6 separate regions of the Mus musculus genome follow, and regions 2, 3, 4, 5 and 6 are each linked to region 1. Evidence: chromatin contacts called from public Hi-C, HiChIP or PLAC-seq, Micro-C and promoter capture Hi-C data. All regions are on one chromosome and are shown on one strand. The core of a region is the stretch at or near the end of the contact, and the rest is flanking DNA. Distances in the headings are between cores, read along the strand shown.

Region 1 (4,373 bases), core at 620-3,119:
AGAGCAGAGATCAAAGGCGTGCACCACCTCTGCCGGGCCGATTTTATGATTATAAGGTATGATGTCTCTTTTCCATTCCCAAATCATGATTGGCCAAATCTCCCTTTTAGGATATACCCATGATCCTCTTGAAGAGCCCACAGAGAGGCACACCACCACAATATAAATGATAGCATGATAAAGTGGGGGTCTTCTGAAGATGCAGATCTTTGTTAATGCCCACATGTGGCAACTGGGAAAGCCCTATGGTACCTTAGTCTCTGACAAAATGGACAACCTATCTGCACATTCAAGGATGTTTACCTGCAGAGGAACATCTTGACCACCGGAGAACATAGCTACCAAGACACAGCCCAGCCTCCTCATTATCTAGCTCCTTGTGTCTCGTGTCTCAGCGCTTCATTTTCAGAGGGGCCACCGATATGATCTGAGTCATCCACCCTGAGTACTTCCTAGGTTGACACCAAGTTCACTTGTCTGTGGCTTGCAGAAGGTTCTTCCTCGTTTTTAAATGTCATGTCATCTGCCTCTGTCCAACTTCCTGAGGAGGTCAGAGGCCTATTAGAAGGCAGGGCAAATGCCACTAAATCTCATGAGGAGAAGTAGAGTTCCTCAATATGGAATGGGATCCCTTAGTGACTACATTTGTCTTCAGTGCTCCCCAACAGCTGTCTAGGTGAGGTCAGGGTTACAGAACTTGGTACCTAGTGCCATCTTCCTTCTCTGAAACAGGGGAGGGTTCCTTTAGCCCCGGCACTGTCCCCTCACATTCTACAACTTTTCTGAGCCTTATCTATAGTCTGTTGGACTCTGTTCAGAGCAGCTGTCCTTAGTGTCCACACAAGGATGAGGGCTAGCACCCACCCTTTCCCTCCAGAGCTGGCACCAAGTTCTCACACGCAGACGTCTAGGTGTGAGACCTTCTCCTGGGGTGGCCACGTGTCCCTAAACTTTCCAAGAACTTTAGCTCCCAGCCTTTCCTAAGGCTCTCTTAAACTTTCCCAAGAAGCCTTAGTTGGACAGATCTTCCCATCTGTTGTCAGCAAAGGGCAGGTGCTCGGTTACCACCATCTATATCATCTTCCTGATTGGCAGAACTCCAGCCCCCTGCCTAACCCTCAGGACTTCAGAAAAATCCCAGAAGTTCGGCCTTGGTTTTCTTTAGTTTTCCTTTTCCTCCCTGGTGCTGGGCATGGGAGTCAGGACCTTGACCACTCAGAGGCAGTGACCCGCCCCTGAGCTCCACCCCCCAGCCTCTTTGTTATTTCTTTATTGAAGAGATGTGGGAGAAGCTGAATGGCTGGACGTTGTGCTTACTCCTATTTATGAAAAGAGCCAAATCTACTGGCCTCTTAAAGACACGCCTTTCGGAAGACAAACGGGACTCAGCTGGCCACTCGCGCCTTCAAAGGCGTGTGGGTCCACGGGACCTACGCTGGGACTCTGCTACCCCAGGCCAGACCAGCCTCGAGGGTCACCTTCCTCTCCCAAACCACTTTTGCGCGCAAAAACGCCGCGACCTAGTCATCCTCTGCTGGAACTCTGTTCCTGAGCGAACCCGCGCGGCTGTCGGGAGGCGCAGGGACTAAGGGGCGCTCCCGCGCCTGCGTACAGGAGCTGAGCGAGGCCCGGCGCTCCCAGCAAAAGTGACAGCTCGCGAGTCACGTGGTGCTCTGGAGGCGTGGCTCCCGGCTTGCTCCAGAGAACTCGTACGTCACGCGGGGGAGGAGGGTGGGACTGGGCGTGGCGCCCCCTGTTGACTGACAACTCTCTCCGCGACACATCCAAAGGGCCCGACTGCTCGCGCGTCACGTGCACCTAAAGGGGCGGGGCGCTCCCGCTGACTGACAGCCCGCTCCGCCGCGCCTCAGAAGGACCCGGCACGGCTGGTCGCGCGGTGCATCCGCGGCAGCTGCAGACCCGACGGCGTCCTGCCCGCCCCCCTGCCCGGTCCCGCGGGCCGCCGCGGCGAGAGGGCCTCGGGCTGCGGTGCTGCGCTCGCGAGGGGCTGTGCGGCGTGGCTGCGCCGGGACCGGTGAGGAGGGGTCGCTGGCGGCGTGGGCGGGTCGGCTGGACGGCCGGTGCGGCGGGCAGGGCTGTCATTCTGCTGGTCTCAGTGGAGGGCCGCGAGCTGCTCAGAGGCCACGACCGCGCCGGAGCGGGCTGGGAAGGCTCGGACCCCGAGGCCGCTTCTAGGATTTGGGAAGACTCGGACCCAGTCATGCACGGGTCTGCGCTCGCCCGGAGTTGCAGGGTTGATGAGACGTGGGAAGGTGACAAGGGGAGGAGGAAGCAGGCTCGGCGGTCCAGTCCAGTGCCGCACACGGGTGCGACCTACGGAGTGAGCGGGAGCGCGGCTCTGCCGGCGCAGGTGCGCTGGCACGGGCTGGGCCCCCGACGTGGAGCTGTCCCGGTGGTGAGTCAGAGGTAGAGGTGAGCTGGCAGCTGGCAGGCCGGGCTACCCTCGCCCCAGCTGGGATCCAGCCTGTAACCCGATGCTGAGGTTCTGATTCATTCCCTTCGATCTGCCTCCCTCCCAAATCCTGAAAGCAGGACAGCGACACAGCATGAACCCCAAGACAGGGCAAAGAGGCTCGGGCATTAGTGAGCCGCATCCCTTCCCTCTTTTCCACACTGTGGTCAGAAGTAGGGATGTTTAGGCCTTTGAGGACCAAGATGGCAGATAAGCTGTTTTGACGGGCTCCGTGGAAAAAGTTGACACCTGGGATTTTCTTTTCCCCTCAAACACTGGTGATTTCTGGTTGGTGATGATGAGCTAGCTCAGTCTCTGTTGCAATCCAGAAGTTTCTTGGGATGGTTGTCTTTTGGATGGTCTGTGTCAGCTCATGTGGAGTGGACTCCTATCTCTTGAGAATGTCACAAGTATACGCGCATCACAAATCTTAAAGAAATTGAAGTGAGTTATCTCCGCAGATGCTAAATGCATTCTATCTTCATGGCAATGTTTGTTTCTTCCAAGGTAAGTGGTTTTAGAATAACCCCAAATGGCGCTGAGGGAGCTTCTCTGAGGACAGCCTCCCAACCCCCTGCGCCCCTAGAGAGCTATTGAGTGGGCAAGTCATGTGAATACCCCGGCTTTCTTTCCTTTTCTCCCTTCTTCGTCTTCCTTTCACAAGCGGAAAGTCATCGAGTTAAAAGGAAACGTCAAGGGGCTGAAGAGACGGTTCAGCCAGCCCTTGAGAGCATATTCTGATCTTTGAGAGCTCCAGAGTTCAGTTCCCAGCACCCACCTCAGGGGGCTCCCAGCCACCTGTAACCCTAGCCTCACAGAATCTGATGCTCTTTTCTCGCCTCCTCAAGCCCCTAGTCACACGCATACAAAAAAGTTAAACAATAAAAACAACTAAAAAATGAAATTTCAAAAGCCAGATGCAATGGTATAGACTTGTACTTACTATTAGTACTCCAGAAGCGGAGAAAAGAGTGTCATGGGTTCAAGGTCACCCTGGGCGGTATAACAAGACCACGTCTAAAGAGAGGAATGGAAAGCTGAATGACACCCCACTTCAGGATGACAATAGGAGAATGACTTCTCCTGTCACTCGGTTCTCTTGCTTTGGTAGCTTCCAGAGTACTTTCAACAGGATCTCCTTGTTCATCTCCACCATTAATTTGGGAGTGGCAAGTATCATTCCTCCTGTGACACAGATGAAGAAACCAAGCCTCGCTTGTCCAGGGCCACTTAACTGTTGGAGGCAAAGAAAGCTCCACAATACCTTTGTTGCTAAAAGTGCTGGGTATAGTAGCTCATCACCCAAGAGGACGTGAGATGGGCATGAGCAGCTACGCTTCCTGTTGGGCTGGAGGGCTGAGTGGAGTCTCCTTCTCTGCTCTCCTTGCCTCACTGACAGTCAGCAGGGCTGGCCAACCAGCATCACTATACTGTTACCTCTCCCTATACCCTCTGTGGCAACGCAGATTTGTTTCTAGGCTTTGAGAAAGCCAGTAGGAAGTGCATTGCAGAGTATCTTTGCTCAAGTGCTTAGTTTCCAAACAGGTCAGGTGTCCTCAACTGTGAAGCAAGACAGCATGGCCGGTCCAGGGAGACCTGCCCCAATGATTTTCTTTTCCATCTCCCGACCAGAGAGAAGCACGGTGAAATCCATGGAGCTGCTGCTGGCTCTGCTGCGTTCACCTAGATTTGGGATGTGGCATTGTTTGAGGTTTTGTGGCATTTTTTTTTCTATTTTTAGCATACACAGCTGCTCTTGTTAGGGAAGAACAAGCTTTTTATCCCATTCTCTAAATCTGGGCAGCACCACAGAACTGCAGGGGGTTACTTTATGGCTGTCTCTGCAGGTCAGTGGTTCAGGCCAGACCAAAAGCTAAAACAGTCGTGGGTACATGTATCA
Region 2 (4,022 bases), core at 958-3,457, 500 kb after region 1:
TGAGACAGGGTCTCACTACATATCCGTGGATTCCCAAACTTTCAATCCCCCTGCCTCAGCTCCCCTCTGTGCTGGGATTGCAGGCATGAGCCACGGCAACATCTTCATGGACAAATCTTGGGATGACACAATCCAACCCACAACAGCACAGGACACTGAGTATCATCACATGTCAGTCAGTACCACGTGTTCATACTGTGTGCACATTGTCACGTAGTCACATGGCAGCGACAGGGAGATGCTGGGCTGGAGAGATGGCTCAGGGGCTAAGAGCATGGACTGATCTTTCAGAGAGGACCTGGGTTCAGTTCAATTCCCAGCTCCCAACTGTCTGTAATCCCAGGATCCAACATCCTCACACAGACATATACACAAGGAGAAAACACCATTGGATGCACACACACATACACACACCCATACACACACACATACACTCAAACACACACACACACACACACACACACTCACACACATACACACACGCGTTGGTGGTGGCAGCATATGCCTTTAATCCAGCACTTGGGAGGCAGAGGTAGGTAGAACTCTGTGAGTTTAAGGCCAGCCTGGTGTACAGAGTGAATTTCAGGACAGCTAGGACTACAAAGAAAAACCCTGTCTCAAAAATAGAGTGAGAAATTTACCCCACAATGATAGAGGTCCCCCCCCTCCCCACACTAATGCCCCTTCCTCTCCCCATCCCCCCACCGAATCTGACACAGTAGTGAAGGGTCAGCTTGGGGACAGAGCCTGAAGCTTAAGCTGACAGTATCTGGGGCTCAGGGAGCCAGGAGAAAGGCGGAGAGGGAGGATGGAGGAAGAGGAAAAGGCAGGGAGGGAGGAGGAAAGCGGGAGGAGGGAGGAGGAGAGGGGTTTAAGTAGGGAATAGGGAGGGAGACTGGGAGAAGAGATGAGTGGGAAGGAAGGGAGAGGGGAGGGCAGGTCCCTAGGCACATTCTCACAGCCTCACAGCCTCTGGGCAGAAGCAAAGCTCTCAGGAGGATTAGGCAACAGTAAAGATTAAAAAACAAATGCTAGCCACCCTGGGGACTAGAGCTGTCATCTGTCAATTCCCTGCCTGCCTCAGGCTATTAGAAGCCTGTTTCCAGGGGAACAAGTGAGGCAGGGCACAGGCTAGGGACCCAGGCGTAGGGTGGGCCTGGAGCCTGTGCAGGAGGTCTTCTGGGGCTGTGCCAAGGGCTGGGCTCCCTCCTGCCCTCCCCCCCCCCCCCCCCCCCGCCACCTTGAGCTTTCTTTTCTGTGGTACCTCAGTCTCTATTGTAGGCAAACCAGACTCCACAGATCCAGGCTAAGTCACCTTCAGAGAAGCTGAACTCAGACACGGTGATTCACAGCGAGCCAAGGATGGGCTAAGCTAAGCTCTGGATGTGGCTGTAATAACCCCACAGCCACCTGTAGGAATTCTCTGAGAGGTTTCTTCTGATGTTGAGCCAGGGCTTCCCATCGCCAACACTGGCCTCCTACATGCAACTTCCAAGTGCCAGGATTGCAGGTGTGCCCCAGCACCCCACCACACCCAGCTTTCTTCCTCCTGGCTCTTTTGGGGTTTCACCCTGGGAGATTTAGCAGTTACCGGGGAGTCTCCATTTCCGTGACAGGGGCTGTCTGTCGAGCTTCCTGGAGATTATAACAGCCAGGGTTGGGAACTCCTGACCTAGGGTGACTGTAGAAATGGGTGGCTTGTCTCTCTGAGCCTCGATCTCCCTGGCTATAAAAAACAGAGCTTAGGGGCTGGGGAGATGGCTCAGCAGTTAAGAGCATCGACTGCTCTTCCAGAGGTCCTGAGTTCCCAGCAACCACATGGTGGCTCACAACCATCTGTAATGGGATCTGATGCCCTCTTCTGGTGTATCTGAAGACAGCTACCGTGTACTCATAGACATAAAATAAATTTAGAAAAATAAAAATAATAAAAAAAACCCAGATTATTGAAATGATACATATGTGAATGGCACGTCCTATAGCAACCTATCGTTCCTGTGGCTCTAACCCTTCCTGCTTCGGACCCCATTTCTCATTTCTTAGCCCTAAAGCTCAGGGCCAAGTGAACTCATGCCCATGACCCCACATCTAGACTCCACCTAGGACACCCCAGGATCCAAGGTTCCCTCTCAGCCTTCCCCAGGCCTCCCCTCCCAAAAGACTCAAAGTTCTGTCCCTGAGCCGGCATTATGGCTCACGGGCTCCCTCTACTGGTGCTTTATCAAACAGCACTCTGGCTCTATTGGGAGCCGGCCCATTGTCTTCCTCCAACAAAGCAACTCTCACACACAAAAGGCTCCAACCTGCTGAGCCCAGGACCCGGGTGAGCCAGTCGGAAAGCCGAAAGTCAATCTGCCTAGGCAGTGGTCTCAACTGTTTCAGCCTGTTCTCTGTCCTGCTGGGGATACATAATGACCCCACAGAGGGGCTAGACCCACTGTTCTCAACCTGTGCAACCCCCATAAACACAGGGGTTCGCCTAAGACCGTTGGAAAACATAGATATTTTTACATTACAATTCATAGCAGTAACAAAATCATAGCTATGAAGTAGCAACAAAATGGTTGCCGCTTGGTTTATGGTTGTATGTGTGTGTGTGTGGGGGGGGGGGTGTTCACCACGACATATTAAAAGAGTTGCAGCTTTAGGGAGGTTGGGAAACCACTGGGCTACACTGCCTGTCATTAATTCTATCATCTCAGGTCACTCTGCTGAGTATCTTTTAATGCACCTCCCAGGAATACCAGCTGGCTCAATTTTAGCATTTCCTTAACAATCCAACCAATAAGAGGCACCTGGTATGAAGAGCACCCACGTGCCCGTCAGGGGCTCCACGATCTCTGCATACAGCTGGGGTGGGTGCTAGCTGGCAGGTTAGCTTAGAAGATAGAGCTTGCCCAGCATACACAAAATCTTGGGTTCCATACCCAGCACCACATTAAAAAAAAAAAAAAAAAAAAAAAGCCAGGCGTGGTGGCTCACACCTTTAATCCCAGCACTCAGGAGGCAGAGGCAGGCAGATTTCTGAGTTCGAGGCCAGCCTGGTCTACAAAGTGAGTTCCAGGATAGCCAGGGCTATACAGAGAAACCCTGTCTCGAAAAACCAAAAAAAAAAAAAAAAAAAAAGGGTGTGGTGGTGAACACCTGCACTCAGGGGGGTGGGGGGGGCGGGGCTCAGGCTCAGCATGAGCTACCTTCTCTCTTGTTAGATGGCCCTGGACTTGGGAACGAAGCCCATCTTGGCCAGGGCTGCCTACTTGTTGTATCAGGCTTCTGTGACCCACTTCTGGGTAAAGGAATAAACAACCCCAGCCCTGGCCCTGGAGGAGCTCAGACTCGGACAACAGGCATTCATTGTGCATCCATTGGGTACCAGGCAGTGCACCAGGCGCTGGGCATGGGAAACTGAGATCAAAATGACTCCACAGGTGCTGCTCTGCCTGGTCCCTGTGCCTGCCCTGCCTCCTGCTCCAGGTTCCAGCAACAGAAACAGAGTGAGACATGTTTCTCTATCAGAGGGAGCTAGTCAATATTCCACAAACCTCCCCGACCTCCTGCCTGTTTTTTCCAACCCTGGATGTTCCCCAAGCCCTGTCACATGCTTCCTCTTTGTACCAGTTGGGTAATCATGTCAGGCCCTGCCTGCATCAGAATAAAAGCAGCGAGCTTCTGTCCTGGGCGCGCTCCCTTTACACAAAAGAGAAAAACAAAACAAAATAACAACAACAACAACAACAACTGCCGTCTCTTTAGGGGGCTCTGAGATCACTCTTCCCAGCAAAGGAACCACAAAGATTACAGGGTCTGTGTGGGGACAAGACAGACCCCATTTGAACACTTTGCTAGGAGAGCCACCACACCGAGATACAGTGTGGTCACATGGGTCTGATGTTGGCTCCTGGAGACACAGTCATGAGTCTGGCTTGGTCACAAGAGGAACAAGGGCAAACAACAGACTATGGGTGGCTTGAGGGGGCCAATCAAAGCAGCAGAAGGGACAGAGAAGGGTTCTGGGGCAGCCA
Region 3 (4,004 bases), core at 1,313-3,812, 470 kb after region 1:
GGGATTAAAGGCATGCGCCACCACGCCCGGCTGAGAAAACATTTTTAATCTTACAATTTGACCAGGTGCTGGTATTGCCCGTGGCCAATAAGCATGTGTATGTGGCATACAAACAATGTGGGGGGCATTCATATCAAAGCTTTACAGACATGTCTCAGGAAGAGCTGTCACCACTACCTATGGACTTTCTTCTGACCTAGCTGCCTGCCTTCTACTCATGCCTGAAGCCAATTCTCCACGACCTGTCAGCGCCGGGGTCCAGAGCTCCGTAGGTGAGGCCCCTCCACCGGCAAGGCCAAACCTCTGGCCAGGATGTGGGACAATGTGACCTCCTCGACAGTTCTGTGGGATTCGGACCTTTCAACACTCAGCAGGACTGTCTGGCAGCCGCTTATAACTTAAGAATCATCTGTCCTCTAGCCCAACAGGTCCCCAACAGGAGGTATCTGTTGGTTATCCTAAGGAAAACCAAGCCAGGAGGCAGAGCGCAGACACCTGTCACCCAGCAAGAGGGCTAGTGGAGGCAGGAGGGTCATCAGGTGAAGCCCTGTGTCAGCTACGCAGCAAGCAGGCAGCAGCCTGGGCTGCATGAGGCCCCGTCTCAACCAACCAAAGGGAAACACCGATCTACAGAAAGGCTCACACAACGGTACAAAATGAGACGTGACCTGGGGACTGGGGAGATGGCTCCATAGATAAAGGTGACTGTCACCAAGCCTGATGAAGCTAGACACTGTGGAAGGCCAGAACCCCACTCTTTAACACGCTGTCCTCTGCTCACCCCTGCGCCACACACGGCACATGTGCAGACACACGGACACAATAATGACTTTTAAGACTGGGAAACGGGGCTGGAGAGATGGCTCAGCCGTTAAGAGTAATTGTATCTCTGTCAGAGGGCCTGGATTTGGGTCCCAGCACTCATGTGGCAGCAACTACCTACCTGTAACCCCAGTTCCAGGGGATCCAGAGAGCCTCTTCTGGCCTTTGAAGGCACTGTGCGCCAAGTGGCGTACATGCATACATACATACAACACCCTTACGTACAAAAATAAAAAAAAATATTTCAAAATGGGCAGTAACCTAAATACCCATTCACAGGATGGGTAAGTAGATGCAGAATACTCATGCAAGAGAAAACCTAGGATAACAAGGTGATGGCCACGTGACCACAGGCCAACTGCAAACCACACATTTCCAGAAGACAGAGCCGCATGGCACACGACAGCATTCTGTTGACCTCAGATCCCAGGACAGAGAGGCCTCCTGCACTCCTGACTGCTCCTCTCCATGTAGCAAAGGCAATAGAAGTCTGTTCCCCTGCTCCCCAACCCTGGCCAGCAGACACTGGGAAATGGACTCAGGCTTTGGGGGACAGGGGTGCTAAAGATGCCCCTCAAGGCACAGAAACTGGGGTCCCAGTTTCAAGACTATCAGAGTCACCAGACAGTGGTGGCGCACGCCTTTAATCCCAGCACTTGGGAGGCAGAGGCAGGCGGATTTCTGAGTTCGAGGCCAGCCTGGTCTACAGAGTGAGTTCCAGGACAGCCAGGGCTACACAGAGAAACAAAAAAAGACAAACAAAAACAAAACTTGTTTAAGGTTGCATCTCTGTTCCCCAATCCCTACCTGTACTGGCTAGTTTTGTGTCAACTTGACACAGCTGGAGTTATCACAGAGAAAGGAGCCTCCCTTGAGGACATGCCTCCATGAGATCCAGCTGTAAGGCATTTTCTCAATTAGTGATCAAGGGGGAAAGGCCCCTTGTGGGTGGTGCCATCTCTGGGCTGATAATCCTGGGTTCTATAAGAGAGCAGGCTGAGCAAACCAGGGGAGGCAAGCCAGTCAAGAACATCCCTCCATGGCCTCTGCATCAGCTCCTGCTTCCTGACCTGCTTGAGTTCCAGTCCTGACTTCCTTGGTGATGGAAGTGTAAGCCAAATAAACCGTTTCCTCCCCAACTTGCTTGTTGGTCATGATGTTTGTGCAGGAATAGAAACCCTGACTAGGACACCACCCCACCCCCAGACAGGGTTTCACTGTGTAGTCCTGGCTGTTTGTCCTGCACCTCCCTCTGTGGACCAAGCTGGCTTCAAACTCAGAGATCTTCCTGCCTCTACCGCCTCTAAAGAGTGCTGGGACTACAGGCGTGCGCCATCACTACAGCCCCCTCCCCGTACAAGCCCGCCCACCCGGGCCCGGGAATGCTCACCCACATCCATCCATTCCGGAGGTAACAGGCGGCACTTCTGTCTCTGTTTCAGGTTAATGGCCAGCCACAGGGGCACGTCCACGGGTAAGCCGGGGTTGAAGGGCCCCAGGTCCCCCTGCAAGGACAACGCAGACCCCAGGTGGAAAGGAGCGGTGACCCGAGCATGATCCCAGGCCGCCGCCCCGTACCGCCCTGGCTCACCCCGATCAGGTAGATCTTGTCCAGACTGAAGTTCGGGATGATAGTCACCAACTCCTTTTCGGCCAAAAACTCCACCTCGGCCGCATCCATGTTGAAGAGTAGGCGGCCCAGGCCCGTTACCGCCCCTCCGCGACTCAGAGGCAGCGCCTCAGGCACTTCTTTCCCGCCACCGCGCGGGGCCCGCCCCTCGAACGGAAGACGTCCTGCGGCGGCCCTATAGAGACGTTGCTCTCTTCGCAGCCTCCAAGTCACAGCTAGTACAAACTCGCGGATTGGTCTGTAGGCGGAGCTGTACGCCGGCCCCGCCCCTCTAAGGCCTACCGATGCCCTTTCCAGTACTTGGGCTCCACGCTTCCTGAATCCTGATCCAGCGAGTTACAGCCCTGACGGCCCCGCCCTACTACGTCACTACCCTCTCTAGGCCCCGCCTCTGGCCCGTCCGCTTTTTTTCATTGGTCTCCGGGTCTGCCTCGACTCCGCCTCTTGCCCGCCTACCACGCTCACGGCCCCGCACCTACCTCGTTTGGGTCGGGTCTGTACAGCCCCGCCTCTTGCTCCCGCCCCTCCTTCGTTCGGCCTCGCCCCTCCTGCGCCCGCCCCCTTCTGTCCACGAGCTGGAGGCTGTGTACTTATGGCTTCTTGCTCCTTTGCGTCCTGCAGCAGGCTGAGTCCCTCGCCTGATTCCACTCTTTGAGGGTAAAGGTTTGGAGCCGAGTTTTCACCTGCGCGAAACACAGATCCAGGAATAAACGCATTCATCTCAAAGTCAGCTCCGGGTCCCCGGACATGGCTGGCTGGTCCACACAGACGCCATATCGAAGGAAGTGTTTTCCCTTTAATTTTAGTCTTTGCCCTTTCTACAGATGGTTTAAAAGCAATGAAAATGCGCCTCCCCTATCTGCTCCATGCAGATCCTTCGAGACAGAGCCCAGAATCAGAACTTTGGCAAACCAAACCTCAGGTGAGACTACAGGGACAAGTTTGCACACGTATTATCATTCTTTTATTATTGTTGTTATTGCAATTGTGAAGATGGAACCCCGGTCCTCAAAAATGATAAGCACAGCCTCTTCCACTGAGCTATACCCTGGAGCCTGATGCCCTCAAGCCTTCTGTACAGAGTGCCTTGGTAAGCCAACAGCCCTAGAGTCCTTGCATTAATATGGCCCCACAGGGGCATTTTGAATCAGGAGTCTTGTGAGGACAGCTGAACTATTAATAGGCATTATAATCAGGGTGACTCTGGCAGGGTGCCAGCAGACCAGGGTAGCTCCTGGGGAGGAATAGGTCACCTACAACTGGTAAGGACAAGAGGGGCTGGATCTGAGTGTGAAACCCTCACCACTGGGCGCTGAGGTGAGGTGTAATCTTAGTATTCCATAGGTGGAAGCAAGAAGGATCACCAGCTAGGGACAGCCTGAGTCACTCAGCATTTCCTATCTCAAAAATAAAGATATGCAAGGATAGGGGCGTACTCTAATAGAGGGGTTACCCCCTGTCTTAGTCAGGGTTTCTATTCCTGCACAAACATCATGGCCAAGAAGCAAGTTGGGGAGGAAAGGGTTTATTCGGCTTACACTTCCATGCTGCT
Region 4 (4,010 bases), core at 429-2,928, 320 kb before region 1:
TCAATTTTATTACACTGACAGAGATGTGGAGATGGGTGAACACCGGGCAGCAAAGGAACTGGTCAGGCCCTGAGCTATCAGGCGGCAGACAGAGAAGGCTGGAACACACACAGACCTCTGGGCTGGGTTATTTGGGAGGGGTTTATGTGTCTGTTCTTAGTACAAGGCCCCAAGTTCCCTGGGTGGCTCTCCTAACACTACTGACCATTCCAGCCTTGGCTCAGCACATGTGGGAGAAACCTGTACTTGTCTAGTCTCTGGTATGACCCATTTGGGGTGATCTGACAGGATCCTTGCTCTCTCTGTGTGTCAGAAGGGCCACCCTGCCCGAGTGCACCAAGGCATAGCTGTCTACAGAGTTGCTCCTCAGACCACAGTGTGCTAGGATGAGAACATTCATCGGTAGGTAATATAAGCAGGTGACACACTTACTCCATGAGCTGCCACCATAGAGAACATTGACAGCTGGCACAGTTGACAGGGGTCGCTCTGTGCACTATAGATGCCCATCAGATGCCAGGAGTGCCAGACACTCACAAATGCATCCAGACCTCTGGTTCACTTTGTTATTATTGCATGCATATGTGATGCTTGGGTACAGTGTGGATCTCCCAGGATGTGCACCGAGGTCGGAGGATAACTTTGTGGATTCAGTTCTCTCCTTCCACCTTTACGTGGCTTCCAGGGGTCAAACTTGGGCCGCCAGGCTCACCAGGCACCTTTACCTAATGAACCATCTCACCAGCAGGTTATCACTATGTAGCCCAAGCTAAAATGTAAACTGCTATCTTCCTGCCTCAGTTTCCCAAGTGTTGGGGTCATGGGCATGTGCCACCACATTAGCTGCAGGTCACTTTCTATGACAAGCAAAGAGAGATAGAGACAAGGGGGAATGGCACACACAGAGCTATGACCTTACACTCCACAAGTTTTAATGGAGTTCTCGCCCCATGCCTGAGTTATCCTCAATACCAGCGACAGGGTCCTTGACATGAGACCCAGGCTCAAAATAATAAACAACTGGGTGCCGAGTCTGCAGTAGGGCACAGGTGATGTTCTAGAAGAGGGTCTGGAAAACTCTTAGTGATGAGGTATCTGACATGGCAGAGACCTGTGTGGACGAAAGCATCAACTCGATCCAGGCAGCGAGGGAGATGTGAAGGAGCCCAGAGCAGGCTGATGCTCCTGTCTCTACTTCCCAGGCTTCTCTGTGCAAGTCGGAGCCTGTTGAGGAAGCTCGTGTCTGTAACAAGGTGACTGGGGTGCGACAGGGATGCCCTGTCTGTGAGAGCAGAGATCACCACTCTGGCCCTGAGCAGTGGCAACTTTTTTCTATATTGTAGACCTGGGCAGAGAAAGCAGGGAATCTGACATGGAGAGCAAGCGCCTCGCTCTGGAGACCACGGCGACCTGAGCATCTCCACCTGTCGAACTGAAACAGTTGGGGAATGTTCTGGAATGTTCCTTAACGGACAGTTGCAGAGATCACAGAAGGAGGAGGAGGCAGGGGTGGGGAGGAGAAATGGACCAGAACACTTGCTGATCCAGCAGATCCATGTTCAAACCCCACTCCCAGCTCTCCGTGCCTCAGGCTCCTCCTCTTCTGTAGAATGCTTCCCCTCTGCCACTAAACCCACGTGACACCCCAAAAATCAAGCGGAAGTCCCGCCTCTTCACGTTGCTAGGCAGCCATGACAGGGGAGGCTATTGCTGCCCTCATCCAATGGAGATCTGACTCCTCAGCTGCAGCTCAGAGGCACAGAGGACCCTCAGGCAGCCGGGGGCAGGCACCTGCAGACTGTCAGTGAAGGTGGGGGCTGGAGTTCACATGGCTGCCAATTTTTGGGCTTTGATGGCATTGTCAAGTTGACTCTGGGCATAGCATCCACAGGCCAGGTCTGAAACCCCCAGAATTAGGGAAGTTAGGGAGTTAGGGTGAGCTCTTCCCTCCACCTGAGGCCCCTGGCACTGTGGCTGCCCTGACATCTTGCTCACCGACCTGCTCTCGGCAGGCATTTCATTTCCCTCTGTTCTTGGCTCAGCGGCACTCAGCCCCCCACACTCTCAGCCCAGCTCCCAGGCAGAAGCGGTCAGGACCCTCCTGTAAGCATCTGCTCAGGACCTAATAAAAGCACGAAAGCAATCCCAGGCTCTCCAAGTCAGACAGGATGGGGGCGGGGCTAAGGGGGCGGGGCTCCAGACACCCCAAGGAAAACAACATCCAGGCTCGCTCAGCTTTCATGCAGTGCCATGGAAACGGGCCCAGGGAATCAGGCAGCTGAAGAGAATGTTCTAGAATCTGTGAAAGGCCTGGCAGGAGTATGTGGGACCCAGAGACAAAGCTGGGTATATCTGTCTCGAGCTTTATAGGACTCCCACAACCTGGAGCCCCACTGTCCCCTCACCCCTTGTTCTGGCTAAATGGGACAGTGTGGGAACACTGGCTGCCTGATCCCCACACCCTCCCCACTGGCCTAAACAATTCAGGGGTGTTTGGGAGAAATGCCAATCACTTAAATATCCCAGGTTGGGGTTATCTTGAAAGTTAGGAGAGACCAGGTGGTGGTGGTGCACGCCTTTAATTCCAGTACTGAGGAAGCAGAGGCAGGTGGATCTCTGGGTTGGAGACCAGCCTGTGAGGCCAGGCTACAGAGTGAATGCTGGAACAGCCAGAGTTGTACAGAGAAATCCTCTGTGTGTGTGTGTGTGTGTGTGTGTGTGTGTGTGTGTGTGTGTGAGAGAGAGAGAGAGAGAGAGAGAGAGAGAGAGAGAGAGAGAGAGAGAAACAGGGAGGGTAGGGAGGAAAGAAGGAAAAGAGAAAGAGAGAGGGAAAAACATGGGAGGGAGAGCAGGAGGGAGGGAGGAAAGGCAGACAGGAGACCTAGGTACACACAGCCACAGGAACGTGCAATGGGGAGGAGGGATAGCCACCTGTCTTAGGGTTTTGCTTTTGTGAACAGACACCATGACCAAGGCAACTCTTATAAGGACAACATTTAATTGGGGCTGACTTACAGTTTTCGTGGCTCAGTTCGTTATCATCAAGGTGGGAGCGTGGCAGCTTCCAGGCAAGCATGGTGCAGGAGGAGCTGAGAGTTCTACATCTTCATGTGAAGGCTGCTAGCAGAATACTTAAGCTTCCAGGCAGCTAGGATTAGGGTCTTAAAGCCACACCCACAGTGACACACCTACTCCAACAGGCCACACCTCCTAATAGTACCACTCCCTGGGCCAAGTGTATACAAGCCATCACACCATCCCAACGAAACACAAAGTCATTTCTCTCATCTGCGTCTTCTCAGACCAACTGCTCTTCATTAGTGTAAACACTTGTTCCCACACTAAGCCCCTCCCCCATGGCGCTCAGGTGCTGGCCAAGGACCCTTGGAGGGGAAGAGAAAGAAGAAAATACCTCATCTCCCATGCCAGTATCTCAAGCATAGAACAGTTTGATTCTGGTATTGGTAGGTGGAAGAAATGAAGGACTGCTTGGGGAGCCCGCTCCGGGCTCAGCTGTGAAATGGTCCCTCACCCTGGACCCCAGGGAGCATAGAACAGAGGAATGGAAATTGATGGAGCAGCCTCAGGCACTGACTGGGGTCCAGGGGTTGACGCCACACCCTGATACCGCACCTTGCTACAACACCTAGACCCGAGCAAAGCTGAGACACCACACAGCATCCTGACAGACAGTGGTGAGGGCTTCTGCCTCCCTCTTGGCTTCCGGGCTCACGAGAAGGCAGGGACCTGGACCAACCAAATCTGCACCCAGATCCAAGAGCAGTTGTGCGATTCCATTTTGACGGTGGTGGTGGTTCTGCTTAGGTTTTGTGGTTGTTGGAGGTGAACCCAGAGCTTTGCAGACACCAAGCAAGCGTTCTCCCACTGAGCTACATCCCAGCCCTGGACGATCCTCAGCACCCAAGGAGCCACAAGGAGTAAAGAGCAGAAGGCGGAAAACAAAGTTAGGAACTGCAAAGACCTCTGGGAGACGTGGACAGCTGGGGGAT
Region 5 (3,838 bases), core at 374-2,873, 420 kb after region 1:
ACGGGTAAAGGCGCCTCTCCCCGCCCCCACTCCTGGGGAGCCCGGCGCATCCTCCTGGTCTCCAGCGTCGTAAACTTGCGGAGGCCACGCTGCCCCGGGCGACGCGAACTAACGCGTGGACCAAAGGCCGCGCAGCGCGTGTGTGGGGCCAGGGACCCGGTGGCCGCAGGTAGGAGCAGCAACTCCGCCCTCCCTCGCCCGCCCGTTTCCCTTGTCGTTTGTGGTCGGCCAGGGGCTTGTGCAAGACTGGCCCGGCGTGCGCCCCCGCCCCGCGGCATCGGCGGCTTCTGCTGGCGCGGGCCCCGAGCGCTGCCCGCCGCCGGCGTCATCGGGAACAGATGGACGGGGGGTGCTGGCGCCCGCGCTCGCTCCCGGCGCTGTCCCGGCTGGCGCGGGAGGGAGGAAGGCGGGGGAGGCAGCGCGCGCCTGCGGAGCACTGCGCGGGCATGTCCCGGGGCAGGTTTGGGGCTGGCACCGCGGTGGAAAGTTGAGACCCGCAGCGGCGCTGAGGTTCCCCCCCCAACCCCCCCGGTGCGGTGGCCTCCGGGCTTGAAAGTCTGAAAGTGGAGGATCATTAAGAGAGCTGTGTAGAAAGGCCGGGCGGGGGAGACCCCGGGACCTCGCGACGACCTTGCCACCTCGATGGCTGCTCTCTGCGCGCTGGGTCCGGCCGAGGGTCCCCGGCTGCCTGGCTCGCGCTGTAACCTCGCGCTTCCCGGGTGGCGGGAAGGGGGTGTTTCTAGGGATCGGTCGCGTTGTGGGCGGGGACGCTGGGGCCCACAGTCCCTCTCCGCGCCGCCTGTGGGTGCCGAGGAATTTCAGGACGCTCCCTGAGTCATCCCCGTGAAGTGCCTGGGTGAGGTAGGGTGGGTGGGGGTGCCAAGAGTGGGAAGGCGGTGCGCTGGGGCCGGTGGCGCGGTGGGTTGTGCCAGTTTCTGGAGGCGGCGGCCTCGCCTCTGACCGCAACCCCAGCTACTTAATGATGCCCCTGGCGCAGCGGCGCCTCCGTGGACTTCTCGAACATGGGCTCTTTAAAGAACTAGAGCCCCCGCCGTTTGGCCTTCTCAAAAATTCCTTAAAGCGAGATGGAGACTTTGCAAAACTTTGGGACAGAGGCTCGTGGCCCGAGCTCTTAACATTAAGTCCTTTAAAGTTGTGGTAATAGATCAGGCATCTTGGAGATCGAGAGAGGCCAACGGCCTATATTGTGTGGTCCCCTCCACTCAGCACAAGGAAAGGCCTATCCCTCCCCTCTCTTAGTGGGTGGCCAGGTGCCAGGCACTGTTCCAGGCGCTTGGGGAGGCGGCTATGAGGCTCGGATATGGCAGGCGTGTTGTAAGCCACTCCTCCCTACTCTTGGAGATGAGTGGCCCGCGAGGCCTCTGAGAGATCCCCCTGGACTGTCCGGACAGCCAGGGTCGCCAGGAGCGCGGGGGGCGGCACCTACCCGGCGGGTTGTGACCGCGCTGGGTGCTCCGGGCGGTCTGTCGGTGCGCGCGCGTGCGCTTGCGGCTGAAACCCGACACCTCCCGCCGGCTGAGGTCAGGGCGCCGGGAGCGAGCCGGGGCCGGGGAGTGGGCGGCGTTGCGCTTGGGTGTGTCCTCAGCGGCGACAGCAGCAGGTGTTTCTTGGCCCAGGCCCCGGAAGCTCCACCTCCCCGAGCGGCGGAGCCGCCGCCGCACAGCCCCGGGTGAGATAAGCAGTTCAGACAAACCCGGGCGACGGTGGCTCCGGCATGTGTCAGGAGCGGTGGAGCAGCGGGGCCCTGGCATGAAAGGTGAGCGCGCGGGTGGGGGATGGTGGCGGGGGTTCCCTCGTTCTTCCTCTCCCCAAGTTTGTGGGCTCGGGAGGGGCGCCAACGGCCGGTGCCAGGTCCCGCGGGTGTGAGGGACGAGAAGCGCGGGGCGCGCGGCCGACCTGAAGCCACACTCGCGGCTGCGCGCGCGCGCGCTGGGCTCAGCCGGCTCTGCTGCCGCGGAAGTGCGCGGGGAAGTGCGCGGGGGCGGCTCCGGGGCTCGGGGTTGTAGCAAAACTTTGGATGGGGCGGGGGCGCCCAGGCAGGTGGTTGGATGGGGGGGGGGGTGCTTTACCTGGGGTGGCAGTCCAAGGGGCCTCCGAACCCCCCGCCCAGCCCTTCCCGCTCCGCCTGGATGCGCCTCCCCGCCCCCCGCGGCCGCGCTGACGGCGAGTGGCCCGCCCGAGTGGAGCCGATTCAATTATATTGCAGCACCAGAGACACCTCGTCGCCCGCCGCCTCTCCGGCAGGCTAATTAAATTCCCTTCTTGGAGGCGGAGCGGGAGCTGGGCTGCCCTCCCCGCTGCCCGCCTCTCCGAGCGCCGGGAGGTGGCGGGGGCCGAATAGGACTGCGAGGAGCAGGCTTGGGGCCGCAGGTCTGGGCATCGGAGCCGGGAGCGAGCAAGGGGCGCCCCCGCGCACCTGCCACCCGTGGTGGGGGTGCCAGCTCGAGTTGGGTCGGTTTGGTGCAAACCAGCCTTTGTCTTCCATGCATTTAAAGCACTCTAAACCCTTACTAGACCCCTGCGGTGCCTTATCTGTCGCGGTTGGGGCCCACACAGGTTGGGGTTTGAAAACAAGCGAGACCACCAAATGGAAGGGGGGAAAAAAACAAACCAAAATACAAGATCCTTTTGTAAAGAGGACCGGAACAAAAGGCGCAGCCTCGCTCTAGGAGGGAGCATCGGGCCTAAGCCGATTCCCAGCACTGGGGGACAAAGAGGCAGGAGGTCTTGGCTGGCCGCTTGGCAGTGTCTCAGTCTGAGACTGGTTTACCCCCTCTTCCCGAGGAAGACAAGGCCCCCCTGGCGAGCAGCCTTCCCTGGGCGTCCGTGTTACTTAAGCTTGGCTACTTAAGTGTTGCTTAGCCTGTGTTTACAGCCGCCCCCACCCGCAGGCGGGGAACCTGAGGCGCAGGCTGTGTCTGACTCAGCCACTCAGTCGCCCCGCCACAGGTGAGGGGGGCCGGGGCACAGGCTCCGACTGGCAGCGTGTGTCATCTGCTATGCTGGGTGTCACGCCCCACCGGGTGGACCGGAACAGGGTTGCTGGCAGCCTCCCTCGATGGGGCTCGCTGTGCCGAAGCCGCTTGCTCAACACTTCTCACAGCCACCGGGTCACGCCTGACCACCTCCTGGGGTGTGTGTGTGTGTGTGTGTGTGTGTGTGTGTGTGTGTGTGTGCGCCTTGATGGCTTGGTACAAGGTTGGCTTTTGTCGCCTGGTTTGGCAGCTGGAGCGGAGGAGGCTTGGGGGGAGGGGGCGCTGGTGAGCAGCCAGCCAGAGACCCGGGGTCAGCCACGCCTTCGGAAAGGAGGTGGGAGGCCTGTCCTGGCTTTGGGCTCTGTTGTGCCTGCCTTAGGGCAGGTTCCGAACCGGGAAGGCAGAGAGGCCAGATCAGGCCCTGACCTGTTGGGGGCAGCTAGTAGGATTCTGACCAGTTACGGTTGAAAAGGGGGTGTATATAGTTAGTTAACATTTTAAAATTACTAGGAATCAGGCCTTGTCAGGCCCCCATTAAGCTAACCTTGGGGCTGGCCTGGGGCGATTCTGATGCCTCCAGGTAGGTTTTTAATGGGGTGGGGGTGGTGGGAAGCTTCCAAAACAGCCTGACCCTTTGGAAGCCTCTGGTTGCTCTTGGCTAAGCTGTCCCTCTGGCAGGCAGGCAGGCGGCCTCTGGCTGTGAGTAACTTAACTTCCCTGTCTCTGGAGGAAGTTGGAAGCTGCAGATCTCAAAGGGCTGTGCGGTTTGCAGAAAGGCAGCCACCTCAGGGCCCTGCGCCTCTAGCCAGAGGAAGGGGGAGGAGAGGTCTGCACCACTTTGT
Region 6 (4,035 bases), core at 1,414-3,913, 380 kb after region 1:
AGCCAGCCTTTGGCTACCGGCTTAATGGTCTGTACGGTCAGGAAGTCACCGGACCCTTGGTCGTGGAGGAGGACAGGCTGCCGAGCCCTCCTCGTCTATGGGGACCAGTGTTGCCTGGCTCTCCTCCCTGACAGGCAGTGTGGGCTGGGTCCATGGGCTCCTGGCCCGGGTCAGCCTCTGCTGGGCCACTCTGAGTGGCCCACTGTTGCTTCTCACCAGGAGCATGTGTGCCTGGCCTAGTTCCACGCTCTGTGAGGTGGAACATGGATTGAATATCAGGGTGACAAGCGTCTGGGGCTTTCCTGTTCTGTAGACAAGGGGAAGGTTCAGTTTGAGTCAGGGAGCAGAGGCTGTGTCTAGGAGGAGACCCCCAGTCCCTTCCCCTTGGTGGTATTTTTATAGCAAGGCTCCCGAGCCTGTGAACCGTCCAAAAAACAAAACAAAACAAAAAACTCAGCAGGGCTCTTGTAGAAGTCAAGGGTTCCAATGGGGGCAGGGTTGGGGGGGGGGGTGGAGTTTTTTTGTAGCAGCCTGATGATATGCGGCCTGTGTCTCATTCTGTGGCTTGGGAGCAGCTGGGGAACCGGACCTTGTCCTTATGGCCCAGGCTGGGCTCTACAGAAGGAGGCAGGGCAGGTACTGGGCCAGACTTTTGAGGCTATGACATCTGTGGGAGTGGTAAGGGACTTTGAGGCCAGTAGGGCGTTGGGACTACTCTTGGGAATGTCATCACACCTCTGATGTCAGTGAGCTGGGTTCTGTGAGCTGAGGGGGACCCAGAGTTGTGGGGTTTGTTTTTCTTTGTGTTTGTGGACGTGTGCATGCTACTGCACACACGTGGAGGTCAGAGGACCACTTGTGGGTGTCGGCTCTCACCTTCCACCATGTGGGATTGAACCCAGGCTGTCAGGCTTGGCAGCAGGCACCTTAGCCACTGAGCCAGTTTGCCAGCCTCACCTAAAATTTTTTGTTTTTGTTGTTGTTTAGTGTGTTTGTTTGTTTGTTTGTTTTTTGGTTTTTCGAGACAGGGTTTCTCTTTATAGCCCTGGCTGTCCTGGAACTCACTTAGTAGACCAGGCTTGGCCTCGAACTCAGAAATCTGCCTGCCTCTGCCTCCCGAATGCTGGGATTAAAGGCGTGTGCCACCACGCCCGGCTTGTTGTTTAGTTTTTGTTTACCTATATTTATTTGCTTTTGGTTTCTCGAGACAGGGTTTCTCTGTGCCCCTGATTGTCCTAGAACTCGCTCTGTAGACCAGGCTGGCCTTGAACTCAAGAGATCTGCCTGCCTCTGCCTCTGCCTCTGCCTCCTGAGGGCTAAGATTAAAGGCGTGGGCCATCATTTCCTAGTTGACCCGAAATTTTGGAGCTGTCAACTAGCCCAGGTGCATGGAAGTACAGAGGAGAAATCCCAGAGGATTGCCTTGTCCAGAGGCACCTGTAGTTTCGAGAGATCTATGGGGGTGTAGAGAGCCAGGATTCGGCACTGGGTGGCTAGAGCCCCCCTCACTCCCCCAAAAAAGAGAAGATGTTAGCGTAGTGGGATCGGAAGGTCCTGAGGCACCAGGGATGGTATGGCTGTCGGGGAGTGGGGGGAAATAGGTATGCAGCCGGACAGCTGGAGAGTAGCGCATGCGTACTGGGGCCGATAAGTATGGCGCAGGACAGGTGAAGAGCAGCGCATGCGTACTGAGGCCATCCCTACCGTAGATCCTCTGGCTGCTGGGTGACCCATGTAGAGGAGACCACCATGGCTCTGGGTGGCTGCTCTGTGGAGCGGAGCCATGCCAGTTGGAGACCGTCCGTGGGGCTATGAGGTCCACTCATGGCTGTCTTGCCTGGTGACCTTGTTTCTGCACCTTTGGGAACTGGAGGGTGGTAGAGTGGTAGTAGGGGGTTAGAGGGTGTCTGAGGGTCTGCAGCTTGTTCGAGGTCAGTCCGCTGCAGCGCTGCCTAAGCACAGAGCCTAGTGGGAGTCAGGGCTGAGTACCTGCTACCTTCTTGGATGTGTTACTCTGGGCAGGTTACTTAACCTCTCTGTTTCCTTGTGTGTTTCCCATGTGTACTCGGGGCCAGCCGTGCCACCATGTAAGGTTGTTTGTCCTGAGCATTGGTGAGTGCACATGCAGGAACCAAGGATGAAATGCTCTGGAATGGAAGGAAGTCTGCATTCTCCTTGGAGTATGTATGAGTTCTCAACTGTGGCTTCAGGCCGGTGTCAGAGCAGAGGCCCGCCCCAGGTTGGTGCTGGAAGGAAGGCATTACTTATGGACTCCTGCAGGATGCCAAGGAGCCCAGGCTCTCAAAATGGTCACCAGTGACAAGTCCTAGATACGATAATAGTTCACTCTGGAGACCCATACTGGCCTGTGGCCCACACCAGCAGATCTCAAGTCTTCTGGGATAGAAAGTTTTTCTGGCTGGATCGTCCCCAGGGAGAAGGTTATAGGGTACTAGATTCTTCTAAAAGCTTTTGCCTCTTGCCCCCCCTGAAGGCTCCAGCCTCACCCAGCAGCAATGGAGCCCCAGGCAGACGGCACCTCATCTCCGACCAGGCCTCCTTTGAACTGGCCCCCAACGCCGCCCACCCCCTTGTCACTCTGGCTTGTAATTCATTCAGGATTAGCTCCCAGGCCTCTCGTGGGCCTAACTTCTGTTGTCTTGGAAACCGTGTCAACCGTTTGCTGGTTTCTGTGATTATCTGACAAGAGAAGGGGGGGTGCAGCAGGGACATGAAAGAGCGTAAGGGGAGACAGCATGGGTCTTAATGGAGCTCTCTGCGGAGGCCTGGGAGGCACGGAGGGGATGAGGTGCCCTCAGGCCTACAGCTGTGTGCCAGGGGCTCCCGGTGGGGGCTCTCACCACTTCCTGCCACTCTGGGGAGCTGAGAGAATCACCCCCTCACCTCACCTCACCTTTATTTCCTCTATCTCAGATCCTCTGAGGCCCAGAGACAAGGTGCTATTCTCTTCTCCCACCTCTCTGCTGGGAAAGTTCCCTTGTGGGCTTCTCCAGACACAGCAACACTGGGAGGCTGGGGGAGGCGGGTACCACCACTTGAGAGGAAGCTGAGTGTGTAGACCATAAGCCCACCCCAGGATGCTGGGAACTGGACGCCAGATGGGGTCAGGATGGCACCAGTGTGCCATTGTGGGCTGGCCTAGGGCCTTCTGTGCCTGACATTGCAGCCACAACTAAAAGATGAGAGGGGCACTTGTCTTGTGAAGGGCCCTCTTCTCCCCCTCCCCCGTCCCCCCATTGGCTCTGGCTACAGGCGACGACAGTCTCAGTGGTCCCAGATGAAGCACCCTCTTCCATGGGGTTCTCAGTGTGGTCTGGGATTCCTCACAGCCTCTGATGTCATGGCAGGGGCTGTGGTGGCTTATGCAGAGAAGAGGCCCCATGACCCCCTGCCTCCCAGGGCCTGGCCTCAGATATCAGGGCCTCTTCCACGCCACACTCAGTCCGTTAGCAGAGAGGGAGGAGCCCCACCAGGCTGGGCTCAGCTGGAAGGAATCCATCCCTTGATAGGGTGGGAACCACGCTGAAGAGAAGATAGGATGGAGATGTGGAAGCTGCCAGTTGGGAGGATAGTCAGCCTGTCTCTTGCAAGCTCTTCGGAAAGCCAGGTAGGAGGCCTGACCTCTGGGACTGGGACTAGACTCTGTCCTCTAGGGAGCCTGCCTTTGGGGTTTCCAGACAGTCTAGGTTGTGGGCCTAGAGCAGTCTTGGATCTCAGTGTGGAAGCTGGAAAGTCCTGCCTTGAGGGTTTACAGTGGGCCTGTGTAGCTGCCCCTTGAAGGTGGTGTGAGGGTCTGCACACAAGAGCCCAGCTCTGGTCACAGGAAGAGCAGCCCCTCCCTGGAGTGAGGGGCCGGTTAGATGCCTTTGGGGGGAGCCGCTAATGAGCCACATCTGATTTTTTATGAACCTCCCTGGTAAATTATTAATTTGGGCCAGAAATGAAAGTGTGGAATCGGATAAGCTCATGAATATTCATGGCCGAATCGAGCACGGGTTGATCAGTGGCTGGAGC

The links. Promoter capture Hi-C pulls out the DNA fragments that hold promoters and counts their contacts. A called contact is a pair of places that touch in the nucleus more often than the background predicts. HiChIP or PLAC-seq counts read pairs in DNA pulled down with a chosen protein or histone mark.
Region 2: a contact with region 1 is called in a promoter capture Hi-C map of cranial neural crest. The contact joins the enhancer-like site here to the promoter of 6430548M08Rik in region 1. A contact is called at or near these places in 3 of 39 promoter capture datasets (the 3T3-L1 cell line, cranial neural crest and hippocampal neurons), 2 of 484 Hi-C or Micro-C datasets (the G1E-ER4 cell line and palatal mesenchyme) and 3 of 115 datasets of contacts at active chromatin or transcription factors (astrocytes, embryonic forebrain and large pre-B cells).
Region 3: a Hi-C map of CD8 T cells shows a contact between it and region 1, with 2.3 times the contacts expected there. The contact joins the promoter of Gins2 here to the promoter of 6430548M08Rik in region 1. A contact is called at or near these places in 13 of 39 promoter capture datasets (the 3T3-L1 cell line, the SN4741 cell line, cranial neural crest and 8 more), 7 of 484 Hi-C or Micro-C datasets (CD4 T cells, CD8 T cells, embryonic stem cells and 2 more), 3 of 115 datasets of contacts at active chromatin or transcription factors (astrocytes, craniofacial prominence and extraembryonic endoderm stem cells) and 2 of 9 other capture datasets (adipose tissue and liver).
Region 4: an H3K4me3 HiChIP or PLAC-seq map of embryonic limb bud shows a contact between it and region 1, with 4 times the contacts expected there. The contact joins the enhancer-like site here to the promoter of 6430548M08Rik in region 1. A contact is called at or near these places in 4 of 39 promoter capture datasets (the C10 cell line, cranial neural crest, embryonic stem cells and 1 more), 1 of 15 datasets of contacts at CTCF or cohesin (CD8 T cells), 6 of 484 Hi-C or Micro-C datasets (CD4 T cells, Th1 cells, embryonic stem cells and 2 more), 3 of 115 datasets of contacts at active chromatin or transcription factors (embryonic limb bud, stem cell-derived neural progenitor cells and thymic regulatory T cells) and 1 of 9 other capture datasets (liver).
Region 5: a contact with region 1 is called in a Micro-C map of embryonic stem cells, with 5 times the contacts expected there. The contact joins the promoter of Gse1 here to the promoter of 6430548M08Rik in region 1. A contact is called at or near these places in 7 of 39 promoter capture datasets (the 3T3-L1 cell line, the C10 cell line, hippocampal neurons and 3 more), 7 of 484 Hi-C or Micro-C datasets (CD8 T cells, the G1E-ER4 cell line, Th1 cells and 3 more), 4 of 115 datasets of contacts at active chromatin or transcription factors (bone marrow-derived macrophages, embryonic stem cells and pancreatic cancer cells) and 1 of 9 other capture datasets (adipose tissue).
Region 6: an H3K27ac HiChIP or PLAC-seq map of double positive thymocytes shows a contact between it and region 1, with 6 read pairs. The contact joins the enhancer-like site here to the promoter of 6430548M08Rik in region 1. A contact is called at or near these places in 1 of 39 promoter capture datasets (cranial neural crest), 1 of 484 Hi-C or Micro-C datasets (embryonic stem cells) and 5 of 115 datasets of contacts at active chromatin or transcription factors (bone marrow-derived macrophages, double positive thymocytes, memory CD8 T cells and 2 more).

What each region holds. Positions count from the first base shown.
Region 1 is chr8:120,112,283-120,116,655 of GRCm38.p6, forward strand. 6430548M08Rik (RIKEN cDNA 6430548M08 gene) reads left to right here and starts at 1,870. Exons shown (of 13, transcript NM_172286.4): 1 at 1,870-2,035.
Region 2 is chr8:120,616,069-120,620,090 of GRCm38.p6, forward strand. All of the region lies in intron 2 of Gm27021 (predicted gene, 27021), which reads right to left. All of the region lies in intron 2 of 1190005I06Rik (RIKEN cDNA 1190005I06 gene), which reads right to left. Among named protein-coding and RNA genes, the nearest start is that of Gm33075, 11 kb to the right of the region's middle. Within about 2 kb of position 2,208, at least 105 of the 459 cell types and tissues checked have an H3K27ac peak or open chromatin away from gene starts, as enhancers often do. A contact at or near this core is called in astrocytes and embryonic forebrain, where this site is marked.
Region 3 is chr8:120,586,513-120,590,516 of GRCm38.p6, forward strand. Gins2 (GINS complex subunit 2 (Psf2 homolog)) reads right to left here and starts at 2,563. Exons shown (of 5, transcript NM_178856.1): 1 at 2,414-2,563; 2 at 2,213-2,327. The coding sequence starts at 2,503. Gm10614 (a long non-coding RNA gene) reads left to right here and starts at 2,665. Exons shown (of 4, transcript XR_003947476.1): 1 at 2,665-3,542.
Region 4 is chr8:119,796,688-119,800,697 of GRCm38.p6, forward strand. No RefSeq gene overlaps it. Among named protein-coding and RNA genes, the nearest start is that of Meak7, 20 kb to the left of the region's middle. Within about 2 kb of position 1,679, at least 180 of the 459 cell types and tissues checked have an H3K27ac peak or open chromatin away from gene starts, as enhancers often do. A contact at or near this core is called in CD8 T cells, Th1 cells, embryonic limb bud and 3 more, where this site is marked.
Region 5 is chr8:120,535,786-120,539,623 of GRCm38.p6, forward strand. It overlaps Gse1 (genetic suppressor element 1, coiled-coil protein), which reads left to right and starts at 1,624. Exons shown (of 16, transcript NM_001145896.1): 1 at 1,624-1,777. The coding sequence starts at 1,771. It overlaps 1700016A09Rik (RIKEN cDNA 1700016A09 gene), which reads right to left and starts at 1,941. Exons shown (of 1, transcript NR_151732.1): 1 at 1,107-1,941. Mir7687 (microRNA 7687) reads left to right here and starts at 2,911; the gene lies at 2,911-2,969.
Region 6 is chr8:120,495,023-120,499,057 of GRCm38.p6, forward strand. It overlaps a transcript of Gse1 not described here. Among named protein-coding and RNA genes, the nearest start is that of Gm51556, 6.6 kb to the left of the region's middle. Within about 2 kb of position 2,664, at least 102 of the 459 cell types and tissues checked have an H3K27ac peak or open chromatin away from gene starts, as enhancers often do. A contact at or near this core is called in double positive thymocytes, memory CD8 T cells and pancreatic cancer cells, where this site is marked.